7 separate regions of the Mus musculus genome follow, and all the other regions are linked to region 1. Evidence: chromatin contacts called from public Hi-C, HiChIP or PLAC-seq and promoter capture Hi-C data. All regions are on one chromosome and are shown on one strand. The core of a region is the stretch at or near the end of the contact, and the rest is flanking DNA. Distances in the headings are between cores, read along the strand shown.

Region 1 (3,582 bases), core at 380-2,879:
TGAAAATTCCACTGGGCTATATAGATCTTATTGAAAGCAAGGACCCTAGAGGTGGCAAATTTAGCAGCAGAAATCTGGCCACGAGGGCAGCCTCCCTTTGCGGATGGGATGTGACCATCCACTCCATCTCTCCTTTTGACTGGCAGGCTAGCCTTCTCACATCCTCTGTCCTAAAATCCTTGAGGCTACCTAGTTGTCATGCCCCAGAGCCACCAATTTGCTATTAAATTTGTATTTTTTTGGACTTGAGTTTCATCTAATCCCTGTGGCCAGATCAGTTCTCCTGGCTCCATCTCCTAGCTTCCTAAACTCCCCCCCCCGCCCCCTCCCAAGACAGTCCTGGCTGTCCTGGGACTCAGTCTGTAGACCAGACTGGCCTGGAACTTACAGAGCTCCTCCTGCCTCTGCCTCCCAGATGCTGGGACTAATGGAGTGTGCCTCCAGCAGCTTCCCACACCTTTTTGTAGGCCCTTTATTAAGCTTACAGTCCAATTCAGGAAATACGAAAACCCTGATACTGAAGGAATTTGAAAATAAAACAGGAAGGACAAGGGTGAGAAATTTATTCAGCTCTCTTCATAATTTCCTTGCTGGTCCTTGGGGTTGTGGTAGGCCAGGGGGAGGGCTGTGCCCAGAAGATATTTTGTTTGTTTGTTTGTTTGTTTTTTCGAGGCAGGGTTTCTCGGTATAGCTCTAGCTGTCCTGGAACTCAGGAGGCAGAAGATATTTTGAAGAGCATTTCATACACGGTCCCTTATTTTCCTTCTTATGAGGGACTTGTGAGAAACTGCAACAAGCCAAGGCCCTACATGCATCTTGATCACTGAGTGACTGACTGGAAGGAACAGGAAGAAATTTAGTGTCACCTATCGCCACCAGTGACTGCTAGCTCCTGTGAACAGGGAAAAGGCGACCTCTCCCGAGTCTTTCTGACTCCTCTTATCTCCTAGGGCATCCAGGGTCACTGAGCACAGCCAGGGTCGCATAGGCTCCAGTCTGTTCCCATCCACCTTGGATAGCTAGCCAGCCAGCCACCGCGTCCCGCAGCGCCCCAAACACACTTTCGTTTCTTCCCGTGAAGTTGTGCACGCGTCCTAACCACCCCACCATCAGTAATCCCCGTCCACCTAGCTCAGGCAGAGCTGCCTCCCCAAGGTAAGCTGTTTACTCGTCGCCTTCCTTGGCGATCCTCCCTGGACAGCTGCGGCAGCGACAGCAGCTGCGCCGCGGCCGGGAGCGTCCGGCGCTCCTCCTTCCTCGGTCTCCGAACTCACTACTGCGGGCCACTCACACACTCGGAGCGGCCGAGACCCACCCGGGAGTGTGTGCAGGACTTCGGGAGTGGGCAGGCGCGGGGGCACGCAGCAGCCCAGCTCCTCCCGGCCCCTACTCCCAGTCCAGCCTCCCTCCTCCCTGCCCACTCCAGTGACACTTGAGCGGTCACAGGGCGGTGGAGGCAGCAGGCCCACGGGACTGACTGGCACCCTGAAGAAAACAGAGCAGGGGGCGGGGCGGTCACCCAGACCACCGCCTTAGCGATGAGGGACGCGCTCTCCAGCCAATGAGCTTGCGAGGTGCAACGTGGGGCGGGCCCTAAGGCGGACCCCGAGGAGGAGGTGGCCAGGGCGCTGGAGGCGGGGGCGGTGAGGAGGAAGGGGAGGAGGCGGAGGCGGGCGCGGTGGTGGCGGCGGCCGGCGCGGCGGCGGAGGCGAGGTTGTGCCCCGGACTGTGTCCACCGAGCTCAGCGGCTGTTGCCTGTGCGTGGAGAAGCAGCGGCGCCGCGAGGCAGAGGAGGATCGCGGACGAGCGCGGCGGCGGGACGTCTACGGCTGCCGCGGCCCCGGCGGCGCCCGGCGACAATCGGCGTGGGGAAGCAGCGGCGGCCGCAGCGGCAGCCGCCTCTCCAGCACCGGGAAGCCGAGGCGCGGCTGGCGGCGCTGACATCCGCGGCCCTGCCTCTCCTCCCTCGCCCCCGGCCCTCCCCATGTGATCGGTCTTAATCCCGACCGTGTGCGCGCGTGGGGGCTCCATTGCGCGGCGCCCGGTGTCGGTGCCGGGGTGGGTGCTCGCGTGTGCTTCTCCTCCCCATCCCCCGCCCCGTCCCCAAGAATAAAAGAAGAACCGGGAGGCGTGCTCAGAAAATAAATAAATAACCAGCACACACGCGCAGCCCGGAGCGAGGCGGCGGGGCTGGCGGCGGCGGAGGAGGAGTGAAGGCGGCGGCGGCGGAGGAGGGACGCGCGGAGCCGGCAGTAACTTTCGAGCCAGCCCAGAGCCCAGAGCTCCAGCCGAGCGGTTTGCAGCGCGGCGGCGGCGGCGCTGAGTGTCTGGCCCGCCGGTGCGGTCGGGGTGTGCAGTCGGACGGGACGAGCAGCGCGTCGCTGTCCCCCCCTCCCGGTGGCTGGAGATGTCCGAGCCCAAGGCGATTGATCCCAAGTTGTCGACGACCGACAGGGTGGTGAAAGGTAAGCGCAGCGCCGCGTCGGCCCGGGGTGCACCGAGTGCCGCAGGCGACTGTCCTCCCCTCCCCCGCCCCGGTCGTCCCTCTCCGGCTAGCGCCGGGGACCTTCTAGGATCTCCTGCAAGAGGCGATCCCTTCCTTCGCCGCGCCCTGCCCCCACACCGCCCACCCGGCCCTAATCGGGGCATTTATTTTTATTTATGTATTTATTTGTTTGTTTTCGTGGACGGGGGGCAGCAGTTGGCAAATGGCTGAGTGGCTGGGAGGCGGTGGCGGGGGTGGCGGTGGCGGGAGGGGGCGCCCGGGGGGGGGGGTGACTGCTGGCAGGGTGTAGCTGCTGTGACAGAAATAGGAAGTGGGTGGCTGCTCGCGGGCTTGCATGGGATCGGGTTTATGGTTTGCTCTTTGTAGAGGGAGGGGAGGTGATTTATGGCTTTTAAAAAATTAATAGGGCATTTTAATGTGGCCATGGCTTGCCGCGGACTGGCTCGCCCCGGCACATTGCTCCAGGCGCTCCATTGCAGCAGTTCCCTGGGCGCCCCCTCCCCCTCCGCGGGAAGGGCCTGCACAGGACTCGCGAGAGAGCGGGAGAGCGTGGGGGGAGCCCAGCTCCGGCTGCCGCGCGCCGCGGGGGCGGGGGGACCGGGGCCGCGTGGGGGCAGCTCCAGGCGGGGGACGACCGGAGCCCCCGCTGCCGCCCCGGGATTTCCCCGCAGGCCTGGAGCGACGCGAGCGGTGGCGATCCTCTGTCGACCTCCCTTGCCACCCACGGCTGACTGCCGCCGACCTGTCATTGCTCTTAAAGGGTTCCCCGCTGGTGCACACCTTTAGGGTGGGAAGCTCACCGTGCTCCCTTCCCCCAAGCTCCTAGCACCCCCTTGGTTACGGGCTATTTGGTTGTCTTTATTGCTAGGGGTGATTTGTATGTGTATAACTGGCAGGGATGGCTCTGGGTTGCTGGCTAGGAGAAGCCAGGGGGATTCGTGGGGTGAGGAAGGGGACAACGTGGTTGCCCTTTCTATCCCCACCATCCTCACTGTATTCCAATGTGGAACGGGGAAGAGGAACTGCAGATTCGAAAGGATTAAGTAGTGACACTTATTCTTGGGGTCAGGGTTCTG
Region 2 (3,582 bases), core at 646-3,145, 980 kb after region 1:
CAGTTCTGGGCTCGAAGTCTTTTCGCCTCTACAATCAAGCTCTCCCAATAAACGTGTGCAGAAGGATCCTGTTGCAGCGTCGTTCTTCCTGGCCAGTTGAGCGCGCGCAAGACTCTTGGTTCACGTTTGCTTTGAAATCTTCCTCTCTTCCCACCTTTCCTCATTTCCTGTGTTAAAACTCTTTGTAGGTCTCTTCTCCATTGCCATTGTATGACCTCCCTGCTTATCTCAGTATGAACCTCTTCTCCCTAAAATACATATCCATACCAATCTATATGTTATCCCTGTACTCCAGAACATCACTTCCTGAAATCCCAGAAAGAAAGACACAATCTGATTCAGTTAGAGCAGCATTTCTCAACCTTCCAAAGGCTGAGACCCTTTAATATACTTCCTCGTCTTGTGGTGACCCTAACAAAAAATTATTTTTGTTGCTACTTCATAACTGTGATTTTGCTACTGTTATGAATTGTAATGTAAATATCTGTTTTTCCATAGTCTTAGGTGATGCTTGCAAAGGGGTTGTCTTAGGGTTTCCATTGCTGTAAAGAGTGACCAAGGCAACTCTTATAAAGAAAAACATTTAATTGGGGCTGACTTATTGGTTCTGAGGTTCAATCTATTATCATCATGGCAGGAAACGTGGCAGCGTCCAGACAGGCATGCTGCTGGAGGGGCTGAGAGTTCTACCTCTTGTTCCAAAGGCAAACTGGAGAAGACTAGCTTCCAGGCAGCAAGAAAAAGGACCTCAAAGCCCACCCCCAAAGTGACACACTTCCTCCAAGACGGCCTCACCTACTCCAACAAGGCCATAACTCCTAATAGTGTCACTTTCTGGGCCAAGCATATTCAAACCACCACAGGGGCCATTCAACCTCCAAAGGGGTCATGACCCACAGATTGAAAACCACTGAGCTATAGGAAGGAAAGTGAATTTTAGAGCAGTAATGATCAGCTGTTGATGGCTTCCTGGTGGTAAGGCTGTAGACTATTTATGACTTCAAATCAGAAAGATGAAATTGTATACTTTCTTAAGATTATTAGAATACTAATGGCTGAAGTGCATAGCTGCCCTGAAGTGCTTAGGAATACACAGCAGCATGCTGGGGCCTTCATCTTCACTGCTTAATTTGAATGCATAGAAATTACTATCTATCCTCATTCTGTAAATGAGGAAATTGGGGTGCAGCTGGGTTAAGTACATTGTCATGGGTTCAAGGTCTCAAAGTCAGCTTTGAACTTGCATTCTGCAGAGAAAGAGAAAGGAGAGACTATGCAGATCAAGCTGGAATTTCCCAGCATCAGCACATAGGAGTGAGTTAGCAAACCCATCCGAATTCTGATTTTAAACTTGTGGTTTGGGACTGTAAACAAAATGGCGTTTCAAACGGGAACTGTATTTTAAATTTATAAGAAAATCATAGTGAGTGAGACATTGTGGGGAAAGCTAGAAGTGAAAAGCCTGCTCCCAGATTCAAAGATATACCATCTGCACGTCATCTGTGTGAGCATGTTCACAAGGGAGGTACAGAAGCATGGCTCCAAAGAGACAAATGGTATCTCCTGGCAACACCAGTAATCCCTCTAAAATGACTGAAATTTGATACGTAGAGAAACTGAATTCTTAATTATAGGATCTTTTTTTAGATGTTTGGTATTTCTTCATTTCCATCTCAACAAATCTCCTGGGAGGTTCCCCTCGCACATCTCATACCAGAACATCTTGTTCACACATTAAAAATACATACCTCGGGAATGGCCGAGCGAGCTGTGAGTGGGTGGGCGTGTGAGTAAAATCCCATAAAACTGCCTGATGGGGTCAGAACAGCACTCCCATCAAGGTCTCTGCCTGAGCAGACATCCAATGCAGTGAGCCACATGAGCCACACGCAGAGAGCGGGCTTCTTGGCTGACACATGGGGCTTGGTTTTTAGCATCTCTTTAGTGCCAGCTGCTGTGCTCAGCATTTCACAGAGTTTATCCTGCTATTGCTCACAAAAGGCATTATGAGATGATCCAGAAGGGCAGTGCAGAACACACATTTTGAGCTAGAATTCGTACTCTAGGCTTAATGATTATGAATTGTTGTGTTTTGGAGCCCAATATTTAGCCTCTTCATGGTCAGCTTACAGATCTGAAAAATTTTGCCCCTGCCTTCGTAGGGCGGTGAGATAGATATGTGGTATAGATAAACAATATTGGTTCTTACCACTGAGATCTCAATCCAGGCTCCCTAAGTTCCAACCCCACCTCCACTTCTATGTCATTGTAAGCAAGTAACTTTGTCTCATAGACATAGAATCTTGTCACCTGTAAACAGAATTGACAACACTACACACTGGGGCTATTTATGATTTAAGTAGATTAATATAAAAGTGTTTAGACTAGTGCCTGGCATATATAAACACTCAACAGTCATTGGCTGTTTTACACATTTTGTAGATGAGGAAAGAGCTTTGTACACTCAGATTATCTACCAGTGAGTGGGGTCCAGGGTTCAACCGCAGACAGAATGACTCCAATGGCCTAACCTACTTTAAGTGACTGCCAGAAAATCCTGAGATTATCAACAAATTAAATCTAGCAAAATATTTTTACATTATTATAACCTTAAACAGTTGTTTGCCTATCATTGAATAAAAGCTATTCAATTCTGTGGGTAGAAAGATGGTTCAGTGGGTAGGGGCACTTGCTGCTTTCTTAGAAGGCCTGACTGTGCCCAGAATCTACAGAGGTGTTTCAAATCCAACCGGTCACTCTAGTTACAGGGTGATCTGACACTCTCTTCTGGCCTCACTGGGCATCTGCACACACATCATACATCACACACACACACACATACACACACACACATCACGTATACTGAAAAATAAAAAATAAAAAGTTATCCACTTCTAAGTATATTTCCTCATTTCCAAAATGAGGGAAATCACTAAATCCAAACAGGAAATATTCAGGAAATTTTCTCTTTTAAGCAGGGGTTATACTTGGCATGAATGTTTTCAGAAAATCCTCAAAATGGCTGTTCCTGTATCTTTTCTCAGCTATTGTATCCCAAATCTCTTTATATCTTGTACCAAATCTCTTTATAGACTCTGATTTCTGATTTTCCCTTTCTTTGTCCTGAAAAGGGGCTGGAGGCTTGCCCAGAATAAAACAGTGTGCACTGAAAAGAGCACGTTTTGTAGTTCAATAAACATTGGCGAATTTATGTAAAAGAGTACATGGCTTTGTGAGTGTTACAGCGCTCTCCTTGTTCCCCTTTCAAGTTGCTTCCCTTCTCCAGAGAGAGCCATGAGGGAAGGAAAAAGTCGAGATAATAACTGGCCAGCTCTGATTCTCAGAGCGGACTTCCATGGCCCCTCAGGAAACTGTGAGGCTGTCAGGAGAAAGAAAAATGTCTAAATTACAGATCTCCATTTTAACCATCTACAGAGGGAGAGCTGATGCCACAGATCACAGATCCCAAAATATAACATGAAAAAGGACTCTGATTCCCAACCTGGGACAAAAGGTGGAAGGAAAAATGGTAACATGTGTGTGCTGATCTCTTACCTTGAAGACAGAAATATTCATTAAATC
Region 3 (3,582 bases), core at 755-3,254, 980 kb before region 1:
AGTCTTTTGGTTTTGAAGTGGTTAGCGTTTCCCAGCAAGTGTAGTATTTTAGTGCCAGCATTAAGTGTACAGAGAAGCCTTCTTTTGTGTTCAAGTTTACTCAGTGTCTTAAGCCAAGAAGACATTTTCTCTAAGCTAGCAAGAGACTCCCAGAAGTATCAACAGGGACCAGAGTTGCCGAGTTCACATTCCCATCAATATGTGTGTTCTTGTAGTCATCCAGTGGGGTGAGAAATGTTAAATGCAACAGGAAGCACAGCTTTTTAAATTCCAGGCCTCTCAAGTTCATATGCAAAGCAAAGGACTTCGATGTAAATAATTTACATATTTTTTTCGTGCATCAAACAGCAAGAGGTTCCATCTCTAGAAAGCGCAATATTAAAATCAGGGGGAAAAAAACCCACTTCAGCAAGGACCTTACTTTAATCAAGTTTCTCTTTTTAAGGTCTGACGAACATTAATGCATTTTTTTTTTGCCACCCAAGAACAATCAGCTGAAGAGTCCTCTAGAAAGCCACCCAACTCTATCACCATCTCCATCTTTAGTACTAACCACCAGTCTGAGCCCCAGTATTTGATGCCATAGCCATCAAATGTTAATAAACACCACAAGTTGTTCTCAGCCCTAAAACAACAAAAATTTTAGTTAAATATGCTTACTTAGAAAGCTGCAGTGTTGGCCTTTACTTTTAAAAGTTCATTAAAAAAACAAAACAGATTAAATCTAGATGATGAAATCTTTTTATCATTTGTCCCACTTAAGTTTTAGACTCGACCCATAAACAGAGCCAAGATTGGTGTCTGTCTCAGAAGACCGAAGGAAGCCTACATGTAGCAGAGGCGTCATGTTTGTATCGTTTTCTGTTTTGGAGGTCAGGCACAAAACATGGTGCCATTATCCTAGAGTTTCCCCGTAATCAAAAGTCTGAAAGGTGCTATTAGTAGGTAATTTCTCTCTCAAATGCCAGCCCTGGAGAATCGGTGTGAGGCCCTCCTTATTATTTTGAAAATCAAAGTTGAGATTTGGCAGCTGAATGCATGATATGTGTGTGTATGGGGAGGGGGGGGTGTCTATCTCAGATTGGTAAGTGGGCCCCAGGTTCTCCCGAGGGACTGATTCTTAGGAGCTGGGAAGGGCTTTGCCAGCCAGGAGGACTGACAGGCACTTCTGCTTTCATTTCACTGACCGCCCTTTGGTGAAATCTGGCTGTGCACTGCACCAAGCACCTTTCTATCTGTCCTAGGCCGGTGGCGGACCTCAGCCTGGCCGCCACCACCCCACCCCAACCCCGCCGCAGGGGCTTGGGTACATCTTTCTAAAACTTTGCAAGAGTTCCTCTCCGCTTCCCGTTCCCGCCCGCGGAGACGCCGAGGGCCCCGCCAGCCGGCCCGCAAGGCCTCGGGGCCGCCCAGTGCGGATGTGCCCTTTCCCCGCAGCCGGGGCCGCTCGATCCGCGACTCCTGCTTGGGGCTCTCCCCTAGTCCCCCCCCGAACCCCGGGAGCTTCGAGCCAGTGGGACCCGCTGCACCGTGGTGCGGAGAGCTGGCGGCTCCGTTCCTCTACCTGCCCCGGGGCTTACCCTGGAGATGCGGCGCGGCCTCTCCTCGCCTGCGGGCTCCCGCTGCGGAGCGGCGCGGACCGGCGGGAGCCCGAGCCGGGTCGGGGCGCGGGCGGGCGGGCGGGCGGCTCAGCGGCGCGCCATGGCTGCGGCGCGGGCGGAGAAGCGCGGGGCGGGCCGGGCGCGGCGGGGCCCTGAGCTCCGGCCTGCGCTGCTAGAGCCGGCCCGCGAGCAGGCCGAGGGCGGCGGCGGCGGCGGCGGCGGCGGCAGGCCGGGGGCGCGCAGGGCACGGGAAGCCGTCAGCGCGCAGCCGGGCTGCTCGGGTGGCGAAACCTCCTCTTCCTGCCCGGCTCGCCTCGGTACTTCTCTCTCGTCCTCTCTCGCTCACTCTCTCACTTCCTGGCTGGAAATTCCCACTGACGTCGAGAGAGAGCAGACAGACGGACGGACCCACGCGCGCGCGCACAGCGGGGGCGGGAGGTGGGGTCGCCTCCGGGGGTGGGGGAAGCCCGCGCGCCCCGACCCGGCGCCCCGAACCCCAAGCCCCGCGGCGGCCGCGACGCCCCCGGGAGGCGCCCGCAGCCCAAGGGCAGGCCCGGACAGCTGGAGGCCACGGGAGACCGGCCTGGTCCCCACGCGCTGGGCACAAAAGTCAATCTCATCTGCTTGTTCCCTCCTCTGGGGGTCTCGGCTACACTCAGATCGCTCCATAGAGCGGACAGGAATTTCGAGATCGTAGCTGAGGTTCTCTCCAGAGAACCATGAATTTATATTGGGTCTGGATGAAGTCTTCAATCCGCTCGATTATTTCAGCCACAGCGCATTGTCCGGCCTGTGTGATCATCGCTGTGGATGGAATTAGAGCGACAGTGAGACCCGCAGTGTTGGTTCACAGCTCATAAATCCTTATCCGGCTCAAGGGAGGTTATTTTTCTGGAGAGGCCTCCCACTGATGACCGTTTGCGAGCATTTGAGCGTCTTTATTCTTTGGGCAAAGTGCCTCCATGGGCCAGGAATGACAGCCTGGGGCTAGGTAGCTCCCAAGTGAGTTTTGACTTAAACCTATTTTAGAGTTCGGGGGTCTCACTACTGAGTTCAAGTGGAAATACAACTTTGAAAGGCCAGGGATCAATCAGGTAGTGAGCATGCAGTTTTATTTTGGTACTTAACCCTCCGCTCAGCGTTCCACTTATGAAGTTATAAAAAACCCTCTCAGTGGGATGTTGTTGAGGGAAACACAGGTGCCCCCCCCCACACTGTATATTAGAGAGTCTTTAAGTGACCTTAAAGAGCCCTGTAATCAACCTTAAAGCTATATCATTAAATTGTAGAGACCGTTTTGCCATCTAGAGTTCAGAGGCTTCCTATAGATGGAAGACAACGATGGTTGTTATTATTTATGGGACATTAGAAATTGTAACCTACGGGCCTGGGAAATGACTCAACAGAGTGGTCGTTGGGATCTTTAGCATTCCTGCAGGTGGGGGTATCTGTAACCTCAGCGGACAGTTGGACCTGGAACTCATTGGATAACTAACAAAGCCAAGCGCTGAGTGACAGAAAGTGACAAACACAGACCTCTGTGAGAGAGAGTGGGGGTGGGGGGGACAGAGGGAGGGGGAGGGGGAGAGGGCAAGAACTGTGTCCTTGTTACTATTTAGCACATTGCTATATAGTATATAAAATGATTCTTTTCCCTGATGATATAAATACAAAGCCTGAAAGCTCTGGTGAAACAACAAAGTATAAAGTGTTTGTCTTTCCTCTGAGGACTAGGTGGGATGGGGAAAACTCTACAGTCTGCAAGGTGGGGCAGTCCCATTGTCAAAGGCACATAAATAAGACTGTTACAAAGGTAGAGGCAATGGGATATACTACTAGAACACAAGTTGAAGACTGTTCATCAGCAAGAAGTATCTAGTTAAACTTCAAGCTCCAAATGATCCCATGGGATATACCTAAAACAGAAGCCTGTGTGGGAAGCAGGTAGACTAGGCTCCTATGTCTGTGGCAACAGAAACCA
Region 4 (3,582 bases), core at 303-2,802, 950 kb after region 1:
ACGTCCATTCTGATCACTTACTATCATAACACTAATAACATTCCTTGAAGCAGGGAGGACGCAGCTGTCATTAACAAGGCTGACTAGATAAGGACCAGCGGCTCTGTAGCAGCTAAAGGACCCATTCTAACCGGCTTAAATGGGATTGCTTGTTTTCCACTTTTGTTATTAAAATAGAAGTGGAAATCTGCTTTCCCCAGCCTATCAGCATCCCGTGCCTGAGCCTGCCTGACCTTGAGCAGTGCAGCTGCTTCGGGAGAGTTAAAAATGGACCTTCAAGCTGGCTTTAGTTTCTGTTGCTCTGCCTGCAAGTGTCCTCCCACTGATCTGTTTATCACACTCTCTTTACCACTTTTGTTGTTGTTTTTCCTTCTGAGAGTTTTTTTAGCCTGGACAGCGGATCCTACTTCTCAAGGCCCTAACCTGCAGGTCCTTCCTTGCACGTGGGGACCCAAAGTGTGCGGGAGTGGTGCTGGAACCTGGCCTTGAATGAGGTTCACCCTCACCCCAAGTATCTCGGTCTCTTCCTTTTCTGATCCACCTCAACCATCTCAGCAACCTCAGCAACCTCGCTGGGAACGCCCACCCATTGCAAACCCTGTGCCACTGGCGCAGGGCAGCAGGAAGGGTGGCTTAGTAAAGTTAGAAGAAAACGTTTGGCATCGTGCTTTTAGTGGTGTCCCAGACCCTCTGTTCCCTCTTGCTCAAGACTCCCCGGAAAGAGTCGCAGAGCTTATCCTAGCAGGACAACTCTTTATTCTCATGCCCCACAAGCTTTTTAAAGACCACTAAAGCTTAAACTTCTTCCCAAACAAGCCCACCGGGAACTTTTGCTTCTGGGAATGGCAATTGCTCCTAACTATCCTGCGGCTGGAGCAGGCAACTGAGATCCTGTTAGTGGTTTTGTTTAGTTTCTTGGCACTGGCCCTCTTCAATTCAAGTTCTGTGCCTTTCGAAGCCAGGTCTTAGAACAGGGCCAGGCTCGCCCTGGCCGCGGAGAAAAACGGTTTAGTCACAGATGTAGTATCCCCAAAGATGCCCCATTGATTCCTGAGTGCAGCTGAAGCTAGAGAGCCCTTACCACATCCCGACCACCTGCGGGGAGACTGGGTGCGGACTGGAGCTGATGGGTTAGAGTCAGAACATGGGCATAAAGGATGCTCACAGAGCACAGTGTCAACTAAGCCAAATACTTATTCAGAATGACACAGCAAAGTTTTGGGTCATGCCTAACAGGACCTGGAGCTTCTAGCTGCTTGAAAAGTTCCATAGCCAAAACCTGAGCAGTCTGAGCCTGGAAGCAGGCAAGCTGTGGGCAGGGGCTCACGCCAAAGAATCTAGGTTAGTGGCCGAAGGGAGATGCTCTTTAGGAGGGTGACCAGTGGCCAACTCAGGGTGACCAGTGGCCAACTCAGGAAGCAGCAGGTGTCCGCCCAAGGCGAGGCTGATCACCAACTCCCAGGGGCTTGCCTGGGCCCCTGCCTGGGAAGGAACTGAAAGGTGACCTGACCCTGCAGGGGCGGGCCGGGGCACGGGCCCGAGCGAGTGGCGCAGGTGGGCGTGCCGGCCAGGAGGAGAGGCGGGACCTATAAAGCGCTCTCCATTCGGGAGGCGGAGCGGCCGGGTGCAGCCTGTGCTGGTGGGCGCGGTGGCCCGCAGCCTTCGGCTTGCTGCAGGACTGTGCAGGGGACCACTGTCCAAGCTTCGGACTACTGAGGGGCGCCTGCCTCGGTTTACCCTTCAGCGTCTGGTGAAATCCGGCAGGTGAGCGACCCGAGGAGGCGGGATAGGGCAGGGTCGCTTCCCAGTTGTGCTGACTTTCCAGCTACTTCCAGCCTGTTGGCTTTAGTTGGCGCCTCCGCTCCTAGGGCTTTGTCAACTTGAGTTGCTAAGGCTGGTCCCTCCCTTTGGAAGGGCAGTGCCCGGGCTAGTTCGCCCTGGCGATGCCGGGACTCTGAGGAGCCTGTGCACTTCTTGCGTGCTTTTGCAAACTTCTCACTTTTTCCTCCCAGCGCCTAGGGAAAGATCCGTTCTGCTCCGCGAGGGAAACAGAGCCGTTGACCATGGTTGCAACGGGCAGTTTGAGCAGTAAGAACCCGGCCAGCATTTCAGAGTTGTTGGACGGTGGCTATCACCCTGGGAGTCTGCTAAGTGGTGAGTCTCTGGGCTGTCCACCTCTTTCCTATCCGAAGGTTGCGGGGCCCCTCTCTAGTGTAAGCGTCCCTGCCTGAGTGCGCGAGACTTCATCTCCTCCTAGAGACACAGAGGACTATGAAACCCATCTGAGATCTCTTTCTAAACTTCCTTTGCATTGTCTGCCCACCAAAAACAAACGTAAGGGGAATAATGCGTTGTTCCAGTCTGCTAAGAGGCTCTTGGGGATGAAGTTCCCTATCTCATGGTTGGAACATTAAGTGTACAGGCTGGGTGTGTTTAAAGACATGCGCTTACTTGTGTAGCTAGCACCACCACGTCCGTCCCCCCTCCCCCCCCCCCCCCAAATTCTCCCTTTTCTGTTTGCCACCTAATCCTTCTCTTTCCCGTCTCCAGAAGACCATCCTTCGGCATTTTGTTACCACGTTAGTTTTGCTTTTAGAATGTTAAATAATAAGTGTATATGCTCTTCTCAGTTCGGTTTGCTTTCCCACCGTGTGATGTTGTAGAGTTATACACTTACCTCATCAGTGAGTTCCTTTTCGTTGCTAAGTAAGATTCTATTATGAAATGCACCCACTGTGCATTAATGTCAGAAGAAAACTTGAACAGCCCTGGTTCTACAGGAATCATCATTTGCAACTTGAAACGTCAATTTCTAATCTGACAGACTATTCAACTATGGAAGAGTGGTGTGAGCATATATTAAGTGGCTTAAGCTCTTTAGATTTTCTTCATCTATAAGATAATATTATAATTCTAAATTTGTCTGTCTTCAATGTGGATAAAAATACAGATATGATTTGGAATCTATTTGTTGGAATTTAAAAAATAAAACAAAAAACAAAAAACAAGCAGTGCCCTCTAAGTGAGCTAATGACATAGAAAACCAGGAGAGGAGAGGAAGGCTCGTGGCCGCAGTGTGGCATGGCACCCGGCCAAGTAGTAGGATTAATTTGGAAGGTAGGTGACCAAATGCAGAGCTATCTTTTTTCCTCTGAGTAAACCTAACTTTGTTTTCCTGGGACTGTTTTGTTTTGCTCAGCTAAGAAAAACTGACCCAGCCCGGTTATAAATAAACTCAGGAACCTCAAAAGTCCTCTCTCCTCTGCGAGCAAACTTGAATCAAACAGGTCAAAGCCAACACTGGACCTCCAGGCCATCCTAGTAAGGACTTCTAACGAAAACTAAGGCTGGTAGATCATTAGCATTGGGACAGGCTCACTTTACAGCGTTTGAAACCATTCTGCACGCCAACGGTCCCTTTGTTAAGCAATAGTGATGATTTTTATTCCAGATGTTCTGCATGGACTTGTGAAAAAAAACTAAAATAAACTTGGAAAACCCTACAGAGAGAGCAAGGGGGAAAGGAGATCACTAGTAATCTTGGATGACCTTGGACAGATTTTTGCCACATAATCCTCAAGA
Region 5 (3,582 bases), core at 388-2,887, 910 kb before region 1:
GCTTTGTTTCTTCAACAGTATTATTTTTTTCTGAATATCACAGGACAGATATAATGATTAATTTGTCTGCATATGATAAATACTTTTATATGCCACCGTAGCTTAGTCCACAGTGCTCAGGTATTTAGTCAAGTATTGTAGATGTTTCCACCTTATGATGCAGTCAGGCCTTATCCAACCAGCTGAAGGTCTTAAATGAAACAGATAACTCTCTACCCTTAGAAGAGGAGAGAATTCTGGGAGCAGACAGCTTGTAGACCTGACTCCTTTAGGTTTCCACCCTCATAACGTAATCTGTAGAATTCTACAGTATTGGCCTTCCTAATGTAAGCTGAAAGGTTAACATCATTCTCCCTGCGTACATCGCATTACTGCTGTTTCTTGGGAAAATGCTAGCATACTAGTAAATTTCTTTTTCTTGTAAAACTTTTACTTTCTCCAGTTGAATGGTTAATAGTTCTGCTCCTTCCTCTGACTCTTAACTCAGAAGAGAATTACCTAATACGTGTGAGAGAAAAGATCAAAGAAGTTTTTTTTTTAATCCAGCTATTTGTATAGGCAACTATTTAATAATTAACACTTAGAAATCTAATTTTGTCATTTCTCCATGTCTACAATGTATTGTGAGCTGATTTAGCCCTGCGTATCCTCTTTCATCCCCTTGTACCCCTGCAGGCCAAACCCCTTCTTCCTGACCACTCCACTCCTGCTTCTCTCACTTACCTTTTGTGCAGGCAGCCATCGCTTCTGCATCCACAATTACATCAGCTGTGCCATTTCCAGAAGACACTTCTTCATGGGCACGATAGTGCCTGAATATTTCTTAGGAATAGTAGTGTCTAAGTCTTTTAATGAAATGAAATAGACAACTAGGACTTGAATAAGACAGAGAGGGCAAAGAGCTATGCAGTCATTCCTTTGTAAATGTTACATAGATTGGAAGATTAAAAAACAAAACAAAAATAAACAAGAAAAACCCTAAAACTGCACATGTTAGTAAACCTTTGAGTTTGGTTGGTCACTTAAAATTTTGTAACCATAGTTGAAATCCTACATTCCCACCCTGGATGCTGTGTTTCTGAGTAGGTTGAATGACTTCTTTCATCTATGCAGTCAGTGTGAACCCTTTTCCCAGCCCAATTCACACACATGACTACTTTTTTTTTTCCTTTTAAATTCTTCCTACAATTGTTTCTATGGCAATCGTCTAAAAGAACTATTTCTTTTACTTTTGGAAGTATATAATTACATCATTTCCCCCTTCCCTTTTTTCCCTCTAAGTACACACACACACACACACACACATACACATACACACACACACACACACACACACATTTATGGCCTATGACAATCTTATTTAAAATATCACAACTTGGCCAGGTGGTGCAATATAAGAAGAGCTGCAAAAATTTTATTGTAAAAGAAATTTGGTTGTAAACACTTTACAGCTTAAGGAGAATCACAACACAATATTTTGTGAACTGTGCCAATTGGTTTGAAGAACTGTGAGAGATCCAGCCGTTTGTTTTCTTATAAACAGGCCCTGAGTCTGCTTCTCCTTACTTTCCCATTACCCTACAAACCCTTTTGTTAGTCCTTTGTTAGATAAGCTTGTTTGACCAGGTGTAGAATTCCTGAAATGCTTCAACAGCTAAATGTTGTTTCTCTTGCAAACAAAGTCCTCTCCCTGTCCTTGATGCTTTCTAACTGTGAGGCTGAACCTTCGCCAGTGAGGAACTGTTACCATCCTTGTTGGTTAGGCATAAAATACAGAGACAGTCTGAGCCATGTTGCTACTCAGTGTCCTGGTTTGGGAATATGGCACACCCTTTTTATAAAAAGAGATCACCTTGCCAGATCACTTTCACCTTGCTTCTGTGCTTCTGTGTGACACTGAATACTCCTTTCTAACATAACATCCTCTGAGGTAGGCCTTACCATGTAGGGAATTCTCGTTTGCTATCCAACTTTTCATTCAGATAGTCCCCAGATAAAGCTACAAATCTGCAATAAGGAAGCCAGATTGCTTATAGTATTTGTAAGCAGAAGTTTCTGGAAGGAATCTACACCTTCCACACTAAATAACTGGTGAGAACTTCATTGATTGTGAAGAGCTTGGAATGTTACAGGTCCAAAGCCAAATTATCTTGGGCAATCTTTAGGCTCTTAACAGCTGTGTATTCACTCTCCTCTGTACCTTACAGCTTTGTTACCTTTAGGTTAAATTTTTTGGGCTGTGCAGATTGACACCTACCCCTCAACTCACAGGGTTTGAATATCATGACACAGCATCTGAGGCTTATAATAGACATTTCTCCTGCCCTGCTTTAACTCATTAATGTTTTCTACCAATGAACTTAAAAGTGTCTTGGTTTAAGACTTGCATTTTTTTTTTTCCGGTTACTGAAAAACCTTTATGATACTGTTTCTGCACTGGAAAATGGGATTTAGGGTGACTTAAATTTGTGTTCCCAGATCATGGTCATTTGTATCTGGTCTAGAATAAACTATTTCTCATCTCCTTGGAGGTGCTTTTGAGTCACACGAAGATATTTACAAAGATATGACAGGGAAAGACCATGCAGAGATTCATCTATCTTGTGTTCTTGTGGAGGCCATTTTAGATTTAACTAGAATTTGATCTCCTGGATGGGAGGCCTCATAGAACCTAACTCTCTAATCTAGGAACCTAAAGTCAAGATGCCCTAGCTAACTTATTTATCTTCTGTTAAACTGTCTGTTTGTGCAAACTTCCTCTTCCAGCTAACTGCTTATCTTAGCTTCCATGAAACTGCTTGCTTGTGCAACCTCCCCCTGCAGCTTCAGAGACAGACACCAGGATGTAGTTTTTGCCTTAAACAACCCCTCACTCTAAACACTTGGTGCTGTACTTGGGTCCCAAATACTTAAGTGTCGTCTCAGCTAGCTGACATGAAGACTTTCAGTTGGCTATAAACTGTGTCTGAGTGTTCCTCTCTAATGAGATGCCTGTATCAAAGGAATTTCTGCTTGCAGAATTGATCTTCACTTAGATTTTCCTTCTGATCGATACCACTAGAAATTATGCTACTGCTTAACCCGAGTCATCTCTGGCTCCTTATTGATTTTTGCATGTTACAGTAAAATGCCATGAAATCAAAAACTGAAATTTGAAATCGCACAATAAACAGGATTGTATACAGTTGTTGAACACATTGATGAACCTCCCAATATAAAAAAGTAAATCTAGCATAATTAAAGAAGTTAGCAATGGAGGAGGGCAGTAACCTTCCCAGGCAGGAAATAATAAAAATCAAAAGGTTGATTTCACTACAAAGGATTAAGACGGGCACTTTGGGGAATGATGGAGCAAAATGATGGTCTTCACATCACCCTACACAAATCAGAGGAGGGCGACATCATATTTTGTTGGAAAAGAGTCACCAATGAAACCCCCAAATTCAAACATGGTTTGCCTTCTACCCTATTTCTATTTGACCAAGGTAGAGGAAGTTAAGTTTGTGGCATACAATCACAACAATTCTATCAGGCCTGTCTCTTGTATTTATCTGTTTGTCTTTGTATATTATTTCCCTAATC
Region 6 (3,582 bases), core at 502-3,001, 890 kb after region 1:
TCTGATGCAGCATCATCTCCTAAGATAGCCCCTCTCAAACTCTTGATCTTATCTTTCAATGAGCTTCATATGTGTGTGTCTGTGCATTTCTCACATATGCTTGCATGGTTTTGTTTACATAGACTCGATGATAAGTCTCCTGCCCCTCTTATTAAGACTATTATCACAGCCAGACTGGGATCTCTGGATCCCTCAGTTAGCCACATCTAAGTAGCTATCCCCTCTGCTCCTAGATGTTCTTTCTCACCCTCACCAAACTTCCAATTCATCAAATTAAAACCCAGTATTTTCTGACTGGTGTACCCTGACTCAAATCTTTCCTTCCAGGTTCTCTTGCACTACAATTGAACCTTAACCTTATCTTTTGAAATAACAATCGTGTAAACTATGCTGCAGTGATAAACCATCCAAATATCAAAAGAAGTGCAGTTTTTGTTATAACACCTATGCTTTCTGAGTAGGCTGGCTCTGTCCTCCATGGTGTCTTTAGATGAAGTGGAGGCAGCTCTGGCTGGAGCCTCATGATCTGCTCACGGAAAGGATGTCAACACCACACAATGGCTTCCTAATCTTGGGAAGATCTAATCTGCTCCTATACTTTCTTCATCAAAGAAAACAAACTGCCAGCCAAGGGATAACTCTACCATGTAGAAAACCCCAGTAAAAGTGAAATAGCAGAAAGTATTTAGAACAGATAATACAATCTCCCAACCATCACTAAAATTATGGTACAATATCAAGACTATTTCCTGTTTTTATTACTTTTTTTCCTCCAAAACACCTCAGCCCCAGCAGGACTAGCATTTTGGAGGAGCTGTGTATGTTCCAGAATGCTAAGCAGAAGTTCTGTCTCCCTCTATCTCTACCCAATAGGTGTCATGTGCTCTACATTTACCCAACGTGTCAATAAAAATGGCTCCAGACCTTGGAAAGTCTTCCCTGGAGAAGCAAAGTCACCCCTCACTGAAAATAGACTAGTCTAGAGTCTATAGAGGGAAGAAGTGAGGTCGAATCATGACAGGATCTATGTGATATTGTGCAAGTTTAATAATTTATTTTAAAATAGCATTAAAAATACAAAAAAAAATAATCTCCTGCCTTTTATGGGGAATAAAAGCATTAACTTCAGAGGCAAAGCATACCAAGTTTTGCACCTTGGTTTCATTGGTCCATAAAACACTGCAAATGTTGCTTAACTCCAATAAACCTTAGTTGTTTTTTTTTGTTTTTTTTTTTTCCCCTCTTCAGCAGGAGGCAGTAACATTTCTCTTGCAATCTTCCAGTAAAAAGTCAGTGCATGGTTTTTGGCATATGGTGTATGCTAGCAAATGACAGCTGGCAGCAATGGGAAAACTTTCTCCAAAATACATAAAAGAGGAAATGTTCACCAAAAGCCTGACACAGAGACAAACAAAACCTGTGCCCCATTGTGCATGTGCACGCGTACACACAGACACACACACATACACACACACACACACACACACAGCCAAAGGTCTTCTCAGAAGGGTGGCACCACAGCCCTGTACAATACTGTCTGCATTTGTTTCTCCATAAATAAGATGTGTTGTCAAGAAACTTGAGCTCTGTGGATTTGCCATAAAACACATATCCTTGGATATGAGCAACAGGTTTTCGTAGCACTTTCTTGGATGTCAGCAGATTCTCACAAATCAGAGCAGCAAAGTGTAAAACATATGCCCTCAGCAACCTGCCAAAAACCAATAAAAGGAACCTGCAGAGAAGCCAAAGCTGAGAGGCGGGCAGCAGGCTGGGGCTGGAAGCCTCCATAAATTCCCATGGAGATGCACTTTCAGTGAGAGCCCGAGTAAACAGAACAGTTTTAAAGGATGAGACAATTCCTCATATGGCGGCTGCACACCACACAGTCGAAAACTGCAAAATGACAGGTCACTGAGGCATTTTTAAATCCAGTCTTTGGGGACCAAGAAAGGATGACAAGTCAGTTGTTTTGTGATTAGGAAATGGACCTCCCTGTGGTGGAACTGGCCTTTCATTAGAGAGTGGCATGTTACCATGCTCTCAAGACATGGGGCATTTTGTATCCAGGTGCAAAACAATTCTGTTTGCTTGCAAAGAAGTTCACAGAATAGTAACTATGAAAATTACACAGAAGATTAAAGTCCCCTTTATAAGGCAGCAAACTATAAATTCTATTTTCAAACTAGCATGAGTCATTGTCGCGTCTAAATAGAATAACCTCCTGGCTTTGTATGCTGTTTCTCCTCCTCCTCCCCCTCCTCTTCCTCCTCCTCTTCCTCCTCCTCTTCTTCCTCCAACTCCATAAACTCTTGGGAGACTTTCAAGTTGGTAGAAAGATTTAGATCCCAATACCCTAGAGACTAGAACATTTCCCAGCACTAACACAGCAGCACAGAGTTTGCGTTCCATCAAAACTCAGATTTCAACCCAGAGGGAATTGTAACTGAGCCCCTTTCTCCAGCAAAGCTGGGGACAGCCTGCTCAGAACATTAAGCTTTCTGACTCTGCTCTTCATCCCTCAGAAATCCAATGCCCTGAGGCCTGGATCCCAGGCATCGTAGGTGGCTCTCTTCTGCACCACATAGCTAGTGCCAATACTCCAGATCCCTGCTTGCCCCAGTGCAAAGGCAGCTCTCTCCTTACAGTGTCAGAGCATCCAAAGCACTCTCAGCAAAGCGGGCTCCCAGCTCAGACTCTGAATGCATCTGTCCTCTCCTCTTGCTGCATTTCTAATCCTGAAGTGGAAATTTGGCTTAATGAGCCCCAAAGGGCAGCCTCTGCCAAGCTTACTAAATTCTAAGGAGATAATTAACCAGATAGGAAAAAAAGTTTTAATCTTGCAAACATAAAAAAGATTGATATTGTATTATGTGCAACTAAAATTGCACAAGCAAAGCATCCCCCCACCAGCATTCAATAAAATAAATTAAAGGTTAGCCCCAAACTTAGAAATGAGTACCTGTGCTGGTCAGGGTTCTGGATCAGTTCTTGAGTATTTTTAATGACTGAAAGAGTACATACAAAGATGCCCATGCATGCATGCATTTAGTCAGTAAATCTGTATTCTGACATACATATTTACTGACCAGCCACCAGCTGGTTCTGGCCCACCAGAAATAATTAGTTTGTAAGGTCCACCGGAAGTTGTGATTTGAATATTTGATATGATAAAGGATCATAACAACACATAGGTATATCTATAATTTAGGGTCAAAACATAGCAGATTGTCATTCTTTCTTTTTCTTAGTTTTTTTTTTTCCCTGACTCACAACTTCAAGAGGGTCACCAACCAGACATGCGCACTTTCTTCTTGCTTCTTTTCCTTTTTGTGTACTTTCTCACTCACTCATCTGTAAGATTTGCTACATAGAATCCTTCTTCATAAAGTAGTTTGCTGCATCTTCAGAGCTGAGACACTTTGCAGAAGAAAGAGGGTTTGATTAAAGTGAGGGAAGCCAATGCTTTGCAGCAAAAGACCATCAAAGAAAACCAGTCAGTGTTTCGTCCCCTATAACATTTCTCAGAGCACTGGGGCATACGGACTTCAAGACAGTGTGTTAAAGGAGATGTTCAACCTT
Region 7 (3,582 bases), core at 584-3,083, 840 kb before region 1:
TTATTGAAAATTCATTCGCTGCACTTGTCCACTACCCAAACAGCTCAGCACTTCATTTTTATCCACAGAGTTAGCTGTGGATATCCTGAAAAGAAGAGACCACCCTTTGGATGGAGGCCAGCCTTTTTTTTTTTCCTTCTAGCTTTCTTTTTTTATTGGTTATTTTATTTATTTACATTTCAAAATTTGTCTCCTCTCCCAGATTCCCCTCTGCAAACCCCAATCCCACCCTCCCTCCCCTCGGTCACCCACCCACCAACCCACTCCTGTCTCACCTCCCTAGCATCCCCCTACACAGGGGCATCAGGCCTCCACAGGACCAAAGGCCTCCCAGGGCTTTAATGCCAGATAAGGAGTCCAGCCTTTTAAAGGATCCACTCGTGCTCAGAAGCCACTTGCTCGTTTGTCACTAAAGCAAAAAGGGAGAAATAGACAATATACTACACTTAAAACTCCACTAAAAAGTTGAAGAGACTTTTTTTTTTTAATCAGAAACTTATCAGCTGGGTAGATGCAAGAGCTCCTTTGTGCTATCAACTTACATTTGGCCCTTTTGTGAGAGGTTTGCCCTTTGAGCATCAGTACCGTTCTGTAAATTAATACCAACATCGGACAGATTTTTTTTTTTTTTTAATTGGAAAGAGTCCAGCCTCAGGATCATTTAGTTCACTGCCTTTCAAGGCAGGGCTTTTTGTCATGTACAGGTGAGTGCTTCTCACCTGGGATCTGTTGATCTGAATTGCTTCCAGTCATGAAGAAATTATTCTCCACATTAAGGCTTGGCACACTTATGCAGAAAACTTCCTCCTGGCAGCTGCCCTGTACAGCTGCCTAATGCCTCTGGTGTGAGACGGAACATATCCCCACCTCTATCACAGGAAAGTCCTTCTGTTGTTCTTGCCTAGGCCCCCATCTTCCTAGAATCCAGCACCCCCGCCCCCGCCCCCCCTCCTGCCACACACACACACACACACACACACACACACACACACACACACACACACGGGGGGGGGGAGAGAGAGAGAGAGAGAGAGAGAGAGAGAGAGAGAGAGAGAGAGAGAGAGAGAGAAAGAGAGAGGGAGAGCGCCAAATTTCTTATGAGTAATAGTTTCTTTTTCCTTCTACCTTGTTTTTCTGTTAGCTGTCTGCCTGTTTTTAAACTTGCTGTTTTTAGGAGGGTAAAACACACACACACACCCATCCTGAAAGGCATGAACAGCACTTTGAATTCTTTTTCTGACAGCCGAGCGGGTTTCACTTTATTTCTTTATTTCTAGATCGTTTCATCCACCGGACACAACCTTTGTCCCCAAACACCACATTCACTTTACACAAACTTGTTGACCTGACACCCAACTCAGCTTTTCTTGAACCTTCGTCTGAGCAAATAAACATTCCTTGTGATCTGCGGATATCCCGAGCGGCGTCAGGAAGGGCCCGCGAGGCCCCTGCTGGCTCAGCTAGCCCACCAACTTGCGACTGATTTGGTTTCCTCTTTCTCCTCTGATTTTTAAGAAGTGAGGCAAAAAACCAATTCCTGTTCATTTTTGAGACAATGCAAGGGGCTCTAGACACCGTTGCAGGAAGCTGATTTCATGGAGGTCACCAAAAAAGTGGGCCGGGACACCAGGAAGGGGGCTAGGGATCCCACCGTGGAGGTGGGCTCCAGGGAGTAGGCACCACAGCGGCTGGGATGGCAGACAGAGAGGTAAGCGCCCCGGCGTGGACGCACTTGGGAGATCAGCCTGGGGGAGTGTGACACCACGTGCTTCAGGGGCGGGGACAACACTCTCCCTCCCCTTCTTATCTCTAAAGGGTGCAGGGCCTGATCTCAGAGTTTCTTAGAGAAAGGAGAGAGAAAGACAGACAGAGAGAGAGAGAGAGAGAGAGAGAGAGAGAGAGAGAGAGAGAGAGAGAGAGAGAGAGAGAAGTATTTTGAATATATTTGAACCTCAGGGGCTGACATAGACAGTAGAGGTGAGAGGCTAGCAACTTCTCCGTTTCAACTTGCCAAGCTCACAGCCAGTTGTGCAGAGAGGGTCCAGCGTAGACGCGGGAACCTGGGGACCCCGAGGGAGTGTTTCTCTGCAGATTTTTGGGGGGTGGGAGCTTCAGTCCCGACCCTTCCACGTTTCTGCGGCGGGAAAAAAAAGCCTCAAGACAGGAAGAGGAGTTGGGGTTGCACAGTCAGAGGATTTAGTTCCCCGAAGTGTGGCGCGGTTGGGGCTTTATATCCGGGACAAGCGAGAGTCACCACACTGTAAGCAAATCCTGGGGCTTCAGCAAACCAGGCTCCGGGCAGCTGGCCCCACGCCCGGCTCGGAGTTCGAGACTCTGGCCACTCAGAGCTCTGGGGCCCGCAGACTGCTGACCCAGTGCCCTTTATCTCTGTCCCCCTTTGTTCCTTTTATCTCAGGCTCCGCAGGAGGCTCCGAGAGGCCACACTGCCTATCGCCCTTCTGGCTGTTCTACCTCTTCAATGCCCCGAAGGTCTGAGACTGCAGAGCGGGGGCACGGAGTGTCTCGCTAACTGGGCCAGGCAGTGACGCGGGACCGGCGCACCCTCCCACCCCCACCCTAACGGCACTGACACCGGGGCACCGGCGCGGGTCCCTGCATCAGCTAGCTCCGGAGCTGCGCGCTCCACGATGGCTCCGGGCCGGGCAGTGGCCGGGCTGCTGCTGCTGGCGGCCACCAGCCTGGGACACCCCTCGGAGGGACCGGAGCTCGCCTTCAGTGAGGATGTGCTGAGCGTGTTCGGCGCCAACCGGAGCCTGTCGGCCGCGCAGCTGGGGCGCCTGCTGGAGCGTCTGGGGGCTGCATCCCAGCAGGGAGCGCTGGACCTGGGCCAGCTGCACTTCAACCAGGTAAGGGTGGCCCCGTTCTCTGCAGTTTTCTCAGATTCCCATCCCCAGAGCAGTAGCACCAGAGAAAGGATTTCGTGAAGTTTTTCAAGTTTGAAGCGGTCATTTGATCCTCACCGGTTGGTTCACCGGGCATTAAGGGACTTGAGTTAGAGATCTGGCAAGCCAAAATGAGAAGTTGAGCTACCAGAGGACTTGTTGATCTATAGAAAAACGGATAGGTCTACGAAGTAGTTGAGGGCGGAAACTCACCCAAGATATGAACTTTAGATAGGAATGGTATATTTAATTCTTAAGGAAAGAGCCATTTACTTAACTTACACATTCAGCAGTAGGAACCTGTCACCTGCGGTCCTTATCAGTTTCAGGGTGAGTGACCACTCCCATTTAAAAACACTCTTGTGAATATTGCATAAGGCCGTTAGGGCTGAAACAGCACACCTTACAGATGGGGAAACTGTGGACACCTTAAAACTCAGATCACCCCGTGATTACTGGTTCAGTTGGTGCCAGCCTGGGGTTGGAGTCATTTTCTAGTCACGTCATGTCATGTGTTTAACTCTAAAATTCATTCAAAATAACAAAACGTACATTTTTTTCAGTACATGCGTACCTAGTCATGTACTAATGCCTCAGGTTTAAGGGTGGGCTTGAACTTTATAGAGTAATTAAAAATCACATTTGTCTCAGGGCTTGGGCTATCATCTGGTGATGGAGA

The links. Promoter capture Hi-C pulls out the DNA fragments that hold promoters and counts their contacts. A called contact is a pair of places that touch in the nucleus more often than the background predicts. HiChIP or PLAC-seq counts read pairs in DNA pulled down with a chosen protein or histone mark.
Region 2: a promoter capture Hi-C map of hippocampal neurons shows a contact between it and region 1, with 6 times the contacts expected there. The contact joins the enhancer-like site here to the promoter of Ppp3ca in region 1. A contact is called at or near these places in 3 of 39 promoter capture datasets (the 3T3-L1 cell line, hippocampal neurons and second pharyngeal arch cranial neural crest) and 7 of 115 datasets of contacts at active chromatin or transcription factors (embryonic forebrain, embryonic hindbrain, embryonic limb bud and 4 more).
Region 3: an H3K27ac HiChIP or PLAC-seq map of bone marrow-derived dendritic cells shows a contact between it and region 1, with 5 times the contacts expected there. The contact joins the promoter of Nfkb1 here to the promoter of Ppp3ca in region 1. A contact is called at or near these places in 5 of 39 promoter capture datasets (hippocampal neurons, liver, pre-B cells and 1 more), 3 of 484 Hi-C or Micro-C datasets (B cells, cardiomyocytes and embryonic stem cells), 5 of 115 datasets of contacts at active chromatin or transcription factors (bone marrow-derived dendritic cells, embryonic stem cells, extraembryonic endoderm stem cells and 1 more) and 1 of 9 other capture datasets (adipose tissue).
Region 4: a contact with region 1 is called in a Hi-C map of cerebral cortex, with 2.9 times the contacts expected there. The contact joins the promoter of Ddit4l here to the promoter of Ppp3ca in region 1. A contact is called at or near these places in 5 of 39 promoter capture datasets (the 3T3-L1 cell line, frontonasal cranial neural crest, maxillary cranial neural crest and 2 more), 8 of 484 Hi-C or Micro-C datasets (Sertoli cells, cerebral cortex, cortical neurons and 2 more), 10 of 115 datasets of contacts at active chromatin or transcription factors (astrocytes, bone marrow-derived macrophages, embryonic forebrain and 7 more) and 1 of 9 other capture datasets (embryonic stem cells).
Region 5: a contact with region 1 is called in an H3K27ac HiChIP or PLAC-seq map of extraembryonic endoderm stem cells, with 5 times the contacts expected there. The contact joins the enhancer-like site here to the promoter of Ppp3ca in region 1. A contact is called at or near these places in 1 of 484 Hi-C or Micro-C datasets (the N1E-115 cell line) and 6 of 115 datasets of contacts at active chromatin or transcription factors (bone marrow-derived macrophages, embryonic limb bud, extraembryonic endoderm stem cells and 3 more).
Region 6: a promoter capture Hi-C map of hippocampal neurons shows a contact between it and region 1, with 13 times the contacts expected there. The contact joins the enhancer-like site here to the promoter of Ppp3ca in region 1. A contact is called at or near these places in 3 of 39 promoter capture datasets (the 3T3-L1 cell line and hippocampal neurons), 7 of 484 Hi-C or Micro-C datasets (cerebral cortex, cortical neurons and uterus) and 7 of 115 datasets of contacts at active chromatin or transcription factors (astrocytes, embryonic forebrain, embryonic limb bud and 4 more).
Region 7: an H3K4me3 HiChIP or PLAC-seq map of stem cell-derived neural progenitor cells shows a contact between it and region 1, with 46 read pairs. The contact joins the promoter of Slc39a8 here to the promoter of Ppp3ca in region 1. A contact is called at or near these places in 7 of 39 promoter capture datasets (the C10 cell line, the SN4741 cell line, cranial neural crest and 4 more), 3 of 484 Hi-C or Micro-C datasets (B cells, Th1 cells and colorectal tumor organoids), 15 of 115 datasets of contacts at active chromatin or transcription factors (astrocytes, bone marrow-derived macrophages, cardiomyocytes and 9 more) and 2 of 9 other capture datasets (liver and macrophages).

What each region holds. Positions count from the first base shown.
Region 1 is chr3:136,668,437-136,672,018 of GRCm38.p6, forward strand. Ppp3ca (protein phosphatase 3, catalytic subunit, alpha isoform) reads left to right here and starts at 1,630. Exons shown (of 14, transcript NM_008913.5): 1 at 1,630-2,465. The coding sequence starts at 2,408.
Region 2 is chr3:137,646,111-137,649,692 of GRCm38.p6, forward strand. No RefSeq gene overlaps it. Among named protein-coding and RNA genes, the nearest start is that of Ddit4l, 24 kb to the left of the region's middle. Within about 2 kb of position 1,896, at least 35 of the 459 cell types and tissues checked have an H3K27ac peak or open chromatin away from gene starts, as enhancers often do. A contact at or near this core is called in embryonic limb bud, forebrain and hippocampal neurons, where this site is marked.
Region 3 is chr3:135,689,543-135,693,124 of GRCm38.p6, forward strand. It overlaps Nfkb1 (nuclear factor of kappa light polypeptide gene enhancer in B cells 1, p105), which reads right to left and starts at 2,005. Exons shown (of 25, transcript NM_008689.2): 1 at 1,581-2,005.
Region 4 is chr3:137,622,120-137,625,701 of GRCm38.p6, forward strand. Ddit4l (DNA-damage-inducible transcript 4-like) reads left to right here and starts at 1,553. Exons shown (of 3, transcript NM_030143.4): 1 at 1,553-1,764; 2 at 2,013-2,154. The coding sequence starts at 2,064.
Region 5 is chr3:135,755,329-135,758,910 of GRCm38.p6, forward strand. No RefSeq gene overlaps it. Among named protein-coding and RNA genes, the nearest start is that of Nfkb1, 66 kb to the left of the region's middle. Within about 2 kb of position 1,638, at least 14 of the 459 cell types and tissues checked have an H3K27ac peak or open chromatin away from gene starts, as enhancers often do. A contact at or near this core is called in extraembryonic endoderm stem cells, where this site is marked.
Region 6 is chr3:137,559,575-137,563,156 of GRCm38.p6, forward strand. No RefSeq gene overlaps it. Among named protein-coding and RNA genes, the nearest start is that of Gm4861, 8.7 kb to the left of the region's middle. Within about 2 kb of position 1,752, at least 41 of the 459 cell types and tissues checked have an H3K27ac peak or open chromatin away from gene starts, as enhancers often do. A contact at or near this core is called in cerebral cortex, cortical neurons, forebrain and 2 more, where this site is marked.
Region 7 is chr3:135,823,824-135,827,405 of GRCm38.p6, forward strand. It overlaps Slc39a8 (solute carrier family 39 (metal ion transporter), member 8), which reads left to right and starts at 1,834. Exons shown (of 9, transcript NM_001135149.1): 1 at 1,834-1,977; 2 at 2,417-2,867. The coding sequence starts at 2,649.